Regions from separate parts of the Mus musculus genome. Here region 2 is linked to region 1. Evidence: chromatin contacts called from public promoter capture Hi-C data. All regions are on one chromosome and are shown on one strand. Each heading gives the region's core, a stretch centred on a gene start, on an enhancer-like site or on the middle of the called end of the contact. The rest is flanking DNA. Distances are from core to core; before and after follow the strand shown. Region 1 holds the start of Nup98 (nucleoporin 98). Region 2 overlaps Stim1 (stromal interaction molecule 1).

The links. Promoter capture Hi-C pulls out the DNA fragments that hold promoters and counts their contacts.
Region 2: a contact with region 1 is called in a promoter capture Hi-C map of the HPC-7 cell line. The contact joins the enhancer-like site here to the promoter of Nup98 in region 1. A contact is called at or near these places in 10 of 39 promoter capture datasets (the 3T3-L1 cell line, the C10 cell line, the HPC-7 cell line and 6 more), 1 of 15 datasets of contacts at CTCF or cohesin (the NIH/3T3 cell line), 1 of 484 Hi-C or Micro-C datasets (bone marrow-derived macrophages), 5 of 115 datasets of contacts at active chromatin or transcription factors (DN3 thymocytes, bone marrow-derived macrophages, embryonic stem cells and 2 more) and 3 of 9 other capture datasets (adipose tissue, liver and pancreatic islet).

Annotation. Positions count from the first base shown.
Region 1 is chr7:102,207,054-102,213,536 of GRCm38.p6, reverse strand. Nup98 (nucleoporin 98) reads left to right here and starts at 3,371. Exons shown (of 33, transcript NM_001287164.1): 1 at 3,371-3,519. It also overlaps a transcript of Pgap2 not described here.
Region 2 is chr7:102,392,764-102,399,246 of GRCm38.p6, reverse strand. The region is part of intron 3 of Stim1 (stromal interaction molecule 1); the gene reads right to left. Among named protein-coding and RNA genes, the nearest start is that of Rrm1, 46 kb to the left of the region's middle. Within about 2 kb of position 3,141, at least 59 of the 459 cell types and tissues checked have an H3K27ac peak or open chromatin away from gene starts, as enhancers often do. A contact at or near this core is called in the HPC-7 cell line, adipose tissue and bone marrow-derived macrophages, where this site is marked.

The sequences.
Region 1 (6,483 bases), core at 2,122-4,621:
GATTCACAAGCACCTGTAATGCTTACACAGATACATAAATTTTTTCTGTAGTTTTTTGAGACAGGGTTTCTCTGTGTAACTCTAGCTGTGTAGACTAGGCTGGTCTCCAACTCACAGATCTACATGCCTTTGTCTCCAGTGATGGGATTAAAGGCACAGGCCACCATACCCACAAATAAATATTTTTTAAAAAACAAAAGTGATTAAAAATCAACACATAAAATTATAGATCTTGAGAGTACAAAAAACTTGTAAGTAAAGCATGTGACATAGTGGTAGAAGGAGTCAAGTATAGTTACCATGTATCTCATATTCTAATAATTCAACTCCTAGGTATAAACACCAAGAGAAACCTGTCTACTAAGATCTTGAATACAAATGTTCATAGCAGTATTATCCATAATGGCTAAAAATGAAAACTCAAGTTTCTATTAACTGATTTGTATACAGAAGATGGTATACATAGAGAATGGGATATTCTTCTTTTTTTTGGAGGGGGGGGGTTCGAGGCAGGGTTTCTCTGTATAGCCCTGGCTGTCCTGGAACTCACTTTGTAGACCAGGCTGGCCTTGAACTCAGAAATCTGCCTGCCTCTGCCTCCCGAGTGCTGGGATTAAAGGTGTGTGCCACCACGCCCAGCAATAACGGGATATTATTAAGTCATAAAAATAAATGACATATTGACACAAGCTACCTATGCCAATGAACTTTAAAAATACTATCCTAAGTGAAAGCACCAGACACAAAAGCCATAGATTATATGATTCCATTTACATTAAATAACTACAGTAAGTCAATGTAAGAGATTAATGGGGCTGGTGAGATGGCTCAGCAGGTAAGAGTACTGACTGCTCTTCCAAAGGTCCTGAGTTCAAATCCCAGCAACCACATGGTGGCTCATAACCACCTGTAATGAGATCTGATACCCTCTTCTGGTGTGTCTGAAGACAGCTACAGTGTACTTATTTATAATAATAAATAAATCATTGGGTCAGAGGGAGCAGGGCTGACTGGACCAAGCAGAGGTCCTAAATTCAATTCCCAACAGCCACATGAAGGTTCACAACCAGCTTTACAGCTAACAGTGTACTCACGTACATAAAATAATAAATAAATCTTAAATAAAATAAGTAACTTCAAAGTCATCATGGTCCTCCTCACTGAAGCATTTCTCTTTCAATGTATCCTCTCCAGTCTTCCTATAAGTACACACCATTTAAGAATCCCAACTTCTGAACATCTACTAATACTTTGAATTAAATATACTCACCTGTTGAGTCATTTAAGACACATTTCAAAACCCATGCCTTAAAACATTTAAAATGGTCAGTCTATTACTTATTGAGGGCAAACTGTGTACCAGGTACCATATCAAATGTTATATTCCTTTCATTTCATTCTCCCAACAGTCTGTAAGTCAAGCAAAATTATCCTTATTTTACAGACAAAGAAACTGATGTCCAGAATTATTGGGGATTTTCCCCATATTATCATAGTTGGGCCTGGATTTAAACTGGGGGTTCTCTGATTCTGAAGTTCGACAATTCTATTATTTTGCTGCTAAAACAATAATTCACTCACCTATGCAACAAATATGTAAATTGTAAGGTACATCAACTATGTGCCAACTCTTAAGAACACTAAAATAAATGTCCAGGGCAGGTTTAAATGTAGTTGCATTTCAAGACTGAAGAACCAAAAAATCAGAGGTTTGGATGGTGGCAAGAGAGCCACTGTAAAGATTCAAAAATAAAACCCTGAGTACTGTTGTTTATTTTGTTTTTAAGACAGTTTCATGTATTTCAGGCTGGCTTTCAGCTTCATATTCTACCTCAGCTACCTAAGAATTGAAATTACAGATCTTGGCTATTATACCCCACCTAATGACTTTCTGATTTAGAGTAAAGGCAAGGAGGAGTGATGGAAAAGCAGGGTGTTTGGACAGAGTGGTTTAGGGATGGTGGTTACAGATGGATGTTCAAACTAGCTTTTCCTGTTAGGCGATTTATACATTATTCTTTCAAGTATATACTGAACATCGACAATATATTATGTTTCTTCCATTTACTGTCTTTAAAAAAAAAAAAGAGATTTATTTATTTTATGTATACCAGGAGAGGGCACCAGATCCCATTACAGTTGGTTGTGAGCCACCATGGGGTTGCTGGGAATTGAATTCAGGACCTCTGGAAGAGCAGCCAGTGCTCTTAATCGCTGAGCCCATCTATCTCTCCAGCTCCTTTAAGATGTTTTTGTTTGAGGGAATCATTTAAAATTCTTAGCAAATCTCGTTTCAGTTCTATATTGATTTCCCAGGACGTGGTGGAGAGGTAGTATGTACCTCTTTTTTTTTTTTTTTTTTTTTTTTTTAACACAGCTCCTGTTATCTGTGAGACCTCAATAATTTAGAGAGGTCTGGTTTCTAGAACATGCCCACTCTTCTGCTCTCTGCTAGATCCTAGGAGAAAAGACACCAAAAGGATGAAAATGAAGCTTTGGCCCAGATCAGGGGAGGGAGGAGGCATAGAACGGAAAATAAATAAGATACAAAGTAACAAGGTCTTTACAAGCAGACTGCCTGAACTTCACCGGGACTTGTAAAGGTTACCAAATGTGTCCTGGAGAAGGCCGCAAGAAACCCAGAACAAGTATAGATTCTGAAAGTGCAGCTGAGGCTGAAGGGCCAAGAATCTCCTCATTGGGCTCAAGCTCTGTTAAGGCAAATCCATTGCTCAGGTCTATTCTAGAGATTCAGAGGGGGAAAGTGTACGGCGAGGGCTGGCTTGCGCTGGAAAGAACAGTGGGGAGTGGAGTGTCTGCAGACAATCTGTGGATTGATGGGTTTCCAGGAAGGGTCCTCCGGCTCTCCAAGTGCAAGCTAGGTGGCCAAGGAGCCTTCCCATCATTGCCCGCAGACAGGAGCTAGAGAAGGATAGAACAATTACCAGGTCATCCTTGGGACTTCCTTCTGATTGGCCGGAGCTTCCGTAGCGAGTCTCCGCGCTCCAAGGAAGGGGGCGGGGCCTGGACACAGCGTCACTGCGGTTTGGTGCTCACTCCTCTAGCCACGCACCAGCCCTCTTCGAGGGGCCTGTGTGACGTCATGAGCCTCTCTCAGCCAACCGTTGCGGCAGAGGGAGTGGGACTCTACATCCCTCCCCATCGTCCCTCCTTTCCCCCCCCCCCCCCCCTTTCCCGGCAATTCCTTACGCTCCTCCTCTTCCCCTCCGTTCCTAATCAGAGACCGCCTCCACGTTCGGTTTCAAAAGGATCGTCACCCAATGAATAACGGTGTGGGCCTCGAGTGGCGGACCGGCCCGCCAATGCCCGGCCGCCAAGGGCGGAGCGGCCGGAGCCGATCTCTGACGGTGGACGGCGTGTGACGCAGTCAGGCCTCTGCGCGCTGCGCCCGAAGCGGCGGTCGGTGGCAGCGGCGGCGGCGACGACGGTTTTTCTGGAGGCCGCGCGGTGAGCGGCGGGTGACGGGCGGACCTGGGCTCTCACTCCAGACGCACCGCTGTAAGTCGGGAGCGCTGCCGGGGCTGGGCGGGTAGATCTTCCTCTCTGTACCGGCATCTGCGCTGGACGCCCGGGGCCCTCTCCGCCGCCGAGTCTCGTGCCGGGCGCGCTCCTTCGGGCCTGCGTGAGGGGGCGGGGCCCGGGGCCTGCGGCCTGGCTCGGGAGGCCCTGGGAGGGGATCCAACTGTGTGGGGCGTAGGCCGGAGGGGTCTCGGGTCGCAGCCCACATTGAGTGAACCTCGCTTTCTCCGGTGCTACTCATTCATTCGCTGGGTGGAGGTGAGCAGCCCGCGGTAGGCAGACCCTTGCAGGGTGGTGCCTTGGGGGGACTTCAGTGAGGTCTCCCCGTCACTTCCTTGACCACTCTACAGGACACGTTTTGTCTAGGGTTCAACCAGAGGGTTGAGTGAGTCAGAACTGTGTTTAGCTTTTTAAGACACTGACAATTGTCTGATAAATAAAATGAAGGGTTCTTTCTGTTCCGTGTAAACCTAGGTGAGAAAGATTGAATTTCTGAGTAACTGGAGCCATAAGCGTTTAAATTGTCAATCGCCCCCACTCTGCCTCAAGTACAGAGGCTTTATTAGTGGGAGGTAGGTAGAGGAAGAGAATCCAGGTGTCTTGATTCAAGTCTAGTAGAATTTGTATACTCTTCCACCCTTCCTCTATGTTCCAGTCTCCCAATATTGGCAATTCTCTATTTGGTAGGGGTAAGGACCCAGCATTTGACATAATTTTCAAAAACACTTCTAGTTTAGCTGTTTTCATGTTCGTTTATATATAGTAAGATAACTTGATTAGTAGTACCCTGATGGGGACTTTTTTTGCTTTTTTTTTTTTTTTTTTTTTTTTTTAACTTCGGAGACAACCCTTGGTTGGCCTGGAATTCGCTATGTAGACCAGGCTTGCCACAGACTCAAAGAGACCACCTGCCTCTAACGCTGAGGTAATGAGATTAAAGGTGTTTGCCATCACATCCAGACTTAACATAGACTTTTGAGAACAAAACTTTAAAAATGATGAAATTGGCTTTAACCTTGGCAGTGCACACCTTTTATCCCAGCACTTGAGAGGCAAAGGCAGGAGGCACTCTGTGACTACAAAGCTAGCCTACTCTTCATACTGAGTTTCAGGACATCTAGGGCTGCAGAGACCCTGACTCAAAAAGCCAAGTGGGGTGGGGAATAAAACCAAGATAGATGTGGTGCAGGCCTGTAATGTCACCAGTTATGGAAATTGAGGCCAGAGAACTAGAGCATACACAGGCAAAACACTTATGCACGTGATAAAAGAAATAATTGAATTCATTTCAGTAAAATGAAAAAAATGAGGCTTAACGTGTTAGAGGTACTGGGAAATACATTGATAAAATTAAATCTGCTACTTAAGATTTGATGGAATTGTCATTTTGATCTGAATATATCAATCAGCTTGTAGTTTTGATGTTTATATAAACCATAAGACCTAAAAACAAATAATGCAAAAGCACAGAAGAGAACTGAAGTCTTAAAAGTTGTAACTTGGTGTTTTCTGTATCATTTTCTCAGTTTGAGCATCACCACCTGACTCACTCTTCCTTGTAAGTTTCCATAGCACTTAACCTGATCTTCTGCTTGTAGCAGACATTTTACATTTTAGCTATTTGACATTTTACTAGATTATGTTTTGTTTTGTCTTGTTTTGTTTTGTTTTTAATCTTGCTGGCTGTGATGGGAATGCCTTTAATCCCAGTACTCCAGAAATACAGGCAGATGGATCTCTGGGAGTTTGAGGTCAGCTTGGTCCGTATAGCAAGTTTCAGGCCAGTCAGAACTGCATAATGAGACCCTTTCTCAAAACACACACACACCAAAACATAGATACATATATTTCTTAATATTTAGGTAATGTGGCTCATAGATGTTCCTTAGTTGTATTTGTGAATGAGCAAATACAGAAAAGTTAAACTGAGAAATACTCTGGAAAAGAGACTAGATGTTTGTGTACTTATGAAATACTCTGTGCTTTTGTTGGTAGCCATTAGCTCCTAGGTATCTAATTACACTGGCAGGGCACCAAATTCACATTTGGGAAAACAGTATTATTTGTGTGGTGATAGTCTAGGACATCAATATTGTAATACTGATTAATTTCTAGTAAGAGGCTTTGTAAAATTCTGAAATTCTATGCCTTTAATCCCAGCACTCAGGAGGTAGAGACAGGGCAATCTCTATGAATTTGAGGCCATCCTTGTCTACAAATCCATCATCAGGAGAGCCAGGGCTGTTACTCATGGAAACCCCATCCCTCCCCCATATACATATATATGTATACATATGTAATTATGTGTATATATATTATATAAATCTTAGTAGATGCCAGATGTTAAGCATTTTATGAGGATTTAGTGTGCTGTGCTGGAAATTCAGTACATGCTCACAGCAAGATAGTTCAGTACCAATTAACCATTCTTCCCCAAGTTGTAACTACCAAGGTTAAGAAATTATTAAAATTATACCTGAATGAGATGACTGCTTACATTTTAATAAAACTATTCTTACTTTGCTTGTAAAGTCAGTTCATAAATTGTCTAAGACTTTTTTTTTATTTGAGACAATATTCATGGTGTGTAGCCTAAGGCTGACTTTAAACTCCTAATTTTTCTGCCTTTCCCTTTCATGTACAGAGTGGTATATGTCACCATGCCCTACTTTCCATGAAAAACTTGTCAAGTACTGTTCTTGGGAAATTCTAAAACTAAGTCCTAGAGCCACTTTCCTCTAAGATTCTCTTCTCGTTTCTGTGGTAGATTACCGTTCTCTTCTATAAGACAAATCAGGGGAAAGCTTTGTTTTTTGAGGAAGGAGTAAAAGAGCTATTGATACTCAAAGTTACATGCAGTATTGAAGAGTTAATACTTCAGTTTAATGGGGAATAATTTTTTTAGTTTGGAATGTATTTATTGAGACAGTATCTCACTATGTA
Region 2 (6,483 bases), core at 1,892-4,391, 190 kb before region 1:
TAGCATGTACCCAGTACATGCCATCAGATATCTCTAGCATGTACCCAGTACATGCCATCAGCAATGCTGCTGTTACAATAAAAACATCTGTCTTCAGGTACTGCTTAATATGTCCCTCAAAAGGCAAAACTGGCCCCACCTGAGAACCACTGCTCTAAATACTGCATTGAGGCAGAGGTTCTCTAAGGGGATGATTGTACCCCAAGGATGGCTTCTGACCAATCGATCCCTATACAGCTAAGTCATAGGGAAAGATATGGCTTCAGTGTCATGCCAAACCTCAAGGCAATGTTTTGTTTATTTGTTTGTTTTTAGCTCTATGTATTATTCAGTTACCCAGGCAGCAGCCCCATCTAGGCAGGGCTTGATAGCATGGTGTCATCCACCTAAAGTCACGGCAAACTGAACAACATAAGCCATAATGAGCTGTATCCTCCATGTTATCTGTATCTCTGATAGCAACTCTGAGTTTCAGCATGATCTCATGCAACAATCTAATTGAGACACCAGGGCCTCTGATGCCTAAGAGTCAAGTACCTGAAAGTTAAGTCTTATTCTACTTTCTCATTCCACTTTTTTAGTATTGTTAGTGTTTTTGTTTTGTTTGGGATAGGATCTCATATAGACAATATAGGTCCTCATACTTGCTATGAAGTGAAGGACGTCTGTACTCTGAGAGTGATAGGATTACAGGCATGCACCATCAGGCTCAGACTACATTCTCAACACCCCCCACCCCAAAATGGAAAGAATCTCTGGCCAAGGAAGGAAAAAGGCCATACACAGCAAGTATAGAGTGGCTGCTGACAATATGAGACTACAGAACTTGGCAAGAAGAGCTTATAAGAGATCAGGTACAGATTACAGGTGACAAGAATGTCCAAACCCCAAGAGGACATTAGACCAGGAAAACAGTATCCTAAAACCATGCACCTCACCAATCCTGTCTTGTGTGGTCCCTAGAATATCAAAGACATCATCTATAGGCAAAATGATGAACAACACTATACAGAATAAGAAAAGACTAAACTCTAGAGATTATAACAACACTCAAAAGAAAGATACACTTGTAGATATCGGGAGAACATGATTTATTGAATATATATGGTGCCACTGGTAGGTTCTTATGTTCCAGTAGATAGCCCCAACGTGTGTGTGTATGTGTGTGTGTGTGTATGTGTGGTGTGTGTGGTGTGTGTGTGTGTGGTGTGTGTGGGGTGTGTGTGTGTGTGTGTGTGTGTGTGTGTGTGTATGTGTGTATTATTAAAACAAACAAGCAAGAAGTTGGCAAACTGAGTGTTAGAATCAGGGGTGCTTAGGAGGACGGAGGACTACATGAGATAATATTTCATTGCATGCATGTGAAAGATTCTCAAAAATAAAAGTTTTAAAAGAAAGTAAGAATCTACAAGACAAGTAACTGTCATCTCCAATCTCTTTGTTTCTGGATATGTCTGGTTGCTTGGTTAGTTTTGTTTTTTGAAACAAGAGAAACATAGAGCTTACGCTATCTTCAATCTCACTATGTAACTAAGGCTGGCCTTGAACTCCTGATCCTCCAGTCTCCATTTCCCACATTCTAGGATTACAGGCATGTGTGTCTAGGCTTGGCCCTGCTAGCTTTGTATTATAAAATATATAATATAAATTTGAAGCTAAAGACTTTAATTTCCATCTCATCTAACATGGACAATTTGGGATAAATGACTTAACTGATATGAGCCAAAATTTCCCTTTCTTTAAAATATTCATTCTGCCACTCAATAAACATTTATTTAGTACTCTTCCAAGCTAGGCCCTGGAAACAGAGCAGAGCTAAGAAGGAGTTCCCTATTTCAAGTACTATAGCTTACAATCTAGCAATATCTATCAGTAGTAATTGCCTGCACATACATTTATTTTAAAAAGGAGTGCATTGCCTGGAGATCTAGCTCCACAGTTAAGGGAGCTAGCTCATTGCTCTTACAAAGGACCCTGATTCAGTTCACACCCACATCACAGGTCTCACAACAGGAATTCCAGTTCCACACATATAGTGTACATAAACTCATTCAAGCACACACACACACATACTAAGTAAAAGAATAAATAAATACTCCTTTTAAAAAATAGAGTGGGGCTGGAAAGATAGCTCAGTTGTTAAGGGCATCGAGTTCTCTTCCAAAGGACCTGGATTTAATTCCCAGCGCCGACATGCCAGTTCACACTGTCTGCAACTCCAGTTCCGGGGGACCTGACACCGTCACACAGACACGTGCAGGGAAAACAATGCATATGAAATAAAAATACATTTAAAAATAGCATGATCAGAATTTGGGTAAACAGAGATTCAGAACCACCAAAGAAAGAAATAAGAGCAATATCCAGAACTACAAAGTGTGGGTCATGCACAGAGAACACAGATTCCAGTTTGTCTGGAGTCCAAGGTCATAAATAAGGACAAGGAAAATAAGAAGCTGCTGAAGCTAAATGATAAGTTCTTGAAAGTAGGCCATCTCCAACTCAAGGATAATTCATGGAGGTAATTATTAAACACCCCCTACTTACTAGAACCTACTCCAGGACCTAGAAATATAGGAGAATACAAAAGTCACAGATCCTCTGGTGTTTATGATTCTGAGAGGAAAGGCAAAAAAGACGGTCCGAACTGAGTCCATGAGATGCTCCGTAGGTAAAAGTACCTAAAAACCACTTGCTATCAAGCCTGACAAACTGAGTTTCAGTTCCTGGGTCTTACAAAGTGAAAGGAAAAGAGCAACTCCTGCAAACCATCCTCTGACCTCTTACACAGTAAAAGAAGCTGGCATTATAGTCCCATGCTTTTAACCCAGGCAGAGGTAGATGGATCTCTGTGAGTTCAAAGTTAGCTGGTCTACATAGCAAGTCCCAAGCTGGCCAGGGTTACATAGTAATACCATGTCTTAAAAACAAATAAATAATATAATAAATATATAAAAATGAAAAATCTACAATAAAAACATCAAGTGGTAATACAGTACAATTAAGAAAAACTAAGCAGTAAGAGAATAAATGTAAACAGAAAAGTCTTTTTAAGGAAGGAAAGGCCTCTCTGCTGCCGTGCCATCTGATTAGCTGAGGTGGAGCTGTGAGTCATGTGGATACGTGGGGTAAGGGCACATCAGCGGAAGGAACAATAAGTCCCTCCTAGCACTCCAGCTATAGCTATCCTCCAGGCATGTGCCGAGGCAGATCCTGGGCCTTGGCCAATCTTTTCTCTTGCCAGGGAAAGAATACGCAATAAGAAACGAGTCCTGAGTCAGTATCTCTTTCCTATAATGGACTTGTGGCGCCTGTAGATGAAGCCCTCATCTACTTCTGTGGTTTCAAACCCTCACCCCAAGAGAACGACGTCTATTAGGGGAGTTGCCAACCCCTTTTTGAGTCTCCTCACACAGCTATTAGTGCACTGGCTGGTCACCTCGTCAACCTCAGTTAGTCATCTGGTTTGACAGTCAAATATGGCCTGACAGTTACAAATGTGGGCTTTGTAATCATGTGTCTTGAACCAAACATCACTTATTAAATGTAAGATCCCAGTCTCATTTTTGTTACTTATAAAATGGTGATAAGTAGAGTTTTTAGATGGTGTGGTAAAGACATAAGGAACCTCTTTTCCAATAGTAAGTGCTAAAGAAATAGTAGCTGGCCAACAATGGTGGTACAAACCTGGGATCCCAGCACTTGGGAGGTGGAGCCAGAAGGATCAGGTATTCAAGACCTGCCTCAGCTACATCTGCTATCATCACCATTTGTTTATTCACTCATTCATCAATATTTTATTAGTACTCCCTGTTGAAGCTGCTAGGGTGCATCACGAGCACAGAGATGAATCTTCATGAACTCCATCCTTAAGAGCTCTCTCTGAATGAACTTGCAAGAGTAAATGAATGAATAAGACAGTGTGGTAAGTGCTCTCTTTGAGAAATAAGGTGATAAGGAGGCTGAGAGAGACATGGAACTAGTTGACAGAAAAGGCATCACAAAGCTTACTTGTAGGCTAACCTAAAAAATTAAAAAGGGGCAGTAGAGATGGTTCAGTGGTTAAGAACACTGTCTGCTCTTCCGCAGGAATTAGGTTCATTCCCAGCACTCACGTGGTAGCTCACAGCCCTCTGTAACTCCAGTTCCTTCTCTGGAGATTTGACACTCTCTTCTGGCCTCTATGGGCTCCAGGCATACACATGGTGCACAGCCATACATGCAAGCAAAGCACCCATATACACAAAATAAAAGATTTTAAATTTAGTTGAACAACTGAGTTTTCTAATCTATTCTATGAACAAACCAGCTATACAATCCTCCCAAAATGGCTCCTCCTAAGGATGGGATGTAACCTGGAACTGAGTTGTCTAAGAGGTTCCCTTCCTACTGCCATCTGGGAATCTTAGTTCCTAGTATGATGTCAATATCAAACCCCAAAACATCATTGTGAAAATATCTGGGTCTTGGGCCTAGGCCTCCGACGAGAGGCCCACTCCACTAGGTTACTATGCAAGCCTCTGGTCTATTAAACACCATAAGGACATACTATTAAAGGCCCCATACAGAGCTACAACAAAGCACAGAGAAAATCAGGCTAGAGAAATATTGGCGGGGTGGCTGCACAGCAGCAGGACAACCTTGAAGCTTTGGGATGTGAAAAAGTAAGATGGGACAATGGTAGAGACAAGGACAAACTTTTGACTTCTTTCCTAATCTGAGCTGATTTCAGTACTAAGTGTTAGAAAGTGGGATCATATAAAATGCTGACTTCAAGCAAACTGATAGGGAAACTGGCAGGGTAACAGGCTGTAATTAATGTGTTAAGTGCAATGATGATATAAACATAAGAAGTCAGGGGGACACAACACACAGTATCTAGACTGTGGTTTTTCAGGAAAGATTTCAAAAGGAGCTATCTAAAGAGAATGTTTGTTTGAAGCAGGATCTGAGGTAGCTAAAAGTGGCCTCTAAGTCTCTATGTAACCAAGAATGATTTTGAACTCCTAACTCTCTTGCCCCTATTTCCTAAGTGCTTAGCTTACAGGAGTGTGTCATTATACATGATTCACACTGTTCTACTGAGAATATTACCTAGAGTTTCATGTATATTGGGCTAGCATACTACCACTTGAGGCCACTTCCCTTTTTGAGAGAGGGTATCTCTATGTAGTCTTGGCCGTCCTCCTGGAGTTCACTATGTAGACAAACAAGACTGGATCTCCTGCCTCCTGAGTGTTATGACTTATTTTTTTCAAGACGGGGTTTCTCTATGTAGCCCCAGCTGTCCTGGAACTCACTCTGTAGATCAACCTTGAACTCAGAGATCTGCCAGCCTCTACCTCCTAAGTGCTGGGAATGAAGGCATGTATTAACACACCCAGCAGTCTTTTTTTTTTAATTAGGTATTTTCTTCATTTACATTTCAAGTCCCCCATATCCCCCCCCACTCCCACTTCTTGGCCCTGGCGTTCCCCTGTACTGAGGTATATAACGTTTGCACGACCAATGAGCCTCTCTTTCCACTGATGGCCAACTAGGCCATCTTCTGCTACATATGCAGCTAGAGACACGAGCTCCGGGGGGTACTGGTTAGTTCATATTGTTGTTCCACCTATAGGGTTGCAGATCCCTTTAGCTCCTTGGGTACTTTCTCTAGCTCCTCCATTGGGGGCCCTGTGATCCATCCAATAGCTGACTGTGAGCATCCACTTCTGTGTTTGCTAGGCCCCGGCATAGCCTCACAAGAGACAGTTATATCAGGGTCCTTTCAGCAAAATCTTGCTAGTGTATGCAATGGTGTCAGCGTTTGGAGGCTGATTATGGATTGGCTTTTTGAGACAGGGTTTCTCTGTATAGCCCTGGCTGTCCTAGAACTCACTTTGTAGACCAGGCTGGCCTCGAACTCAGAAATCCATCTGCCTCTGCCTCCCGAGTGCTGGGATTAAAGGCATGTGCCACCACGCCCAGCTTCCTTTTTTTTTTTTTTAAGAAAGAAAGAAAAGAAGAAAGGAAAGGAGGGAGGGAGGAAAGGAAAGGAAAGGAAAGGAAAAGAAAGGAAAGGAAAGGAAAGGAAAGGAAAGGAAAGGAAAGGAAAGGAAAGGAAAGGAAAGGAAAGGAAAAAAGGAAGGAAGGAAGGAAGGAAGGAAGGAAGGAAGGAAGGAAGGAAGGAAGGAAAGAAAGAAGGAAAGAAAGACAGACAGACAGACAGAAAGAACCTCATCATGTAGACCAGGCTAGCTTCCAATTCAAGTCAATTTTCCTGCCTCAGTCTTCCAAAAGCTGGCATTACAGGTGTGAACATACGTGCCTAGTAATGTATTTTAAATTTAAAAACACACATCAAGTCCTGGGGATATAGCTCAATGGGAGAGCACCTTCTGAGTTCAATCTGAAGTACTTTGAAAATAAAATAATCAATAATGAAAAGAGACAGAAAAAGATACACTAAACTATAACAGGTGGAGGACCTATACCTGGAAC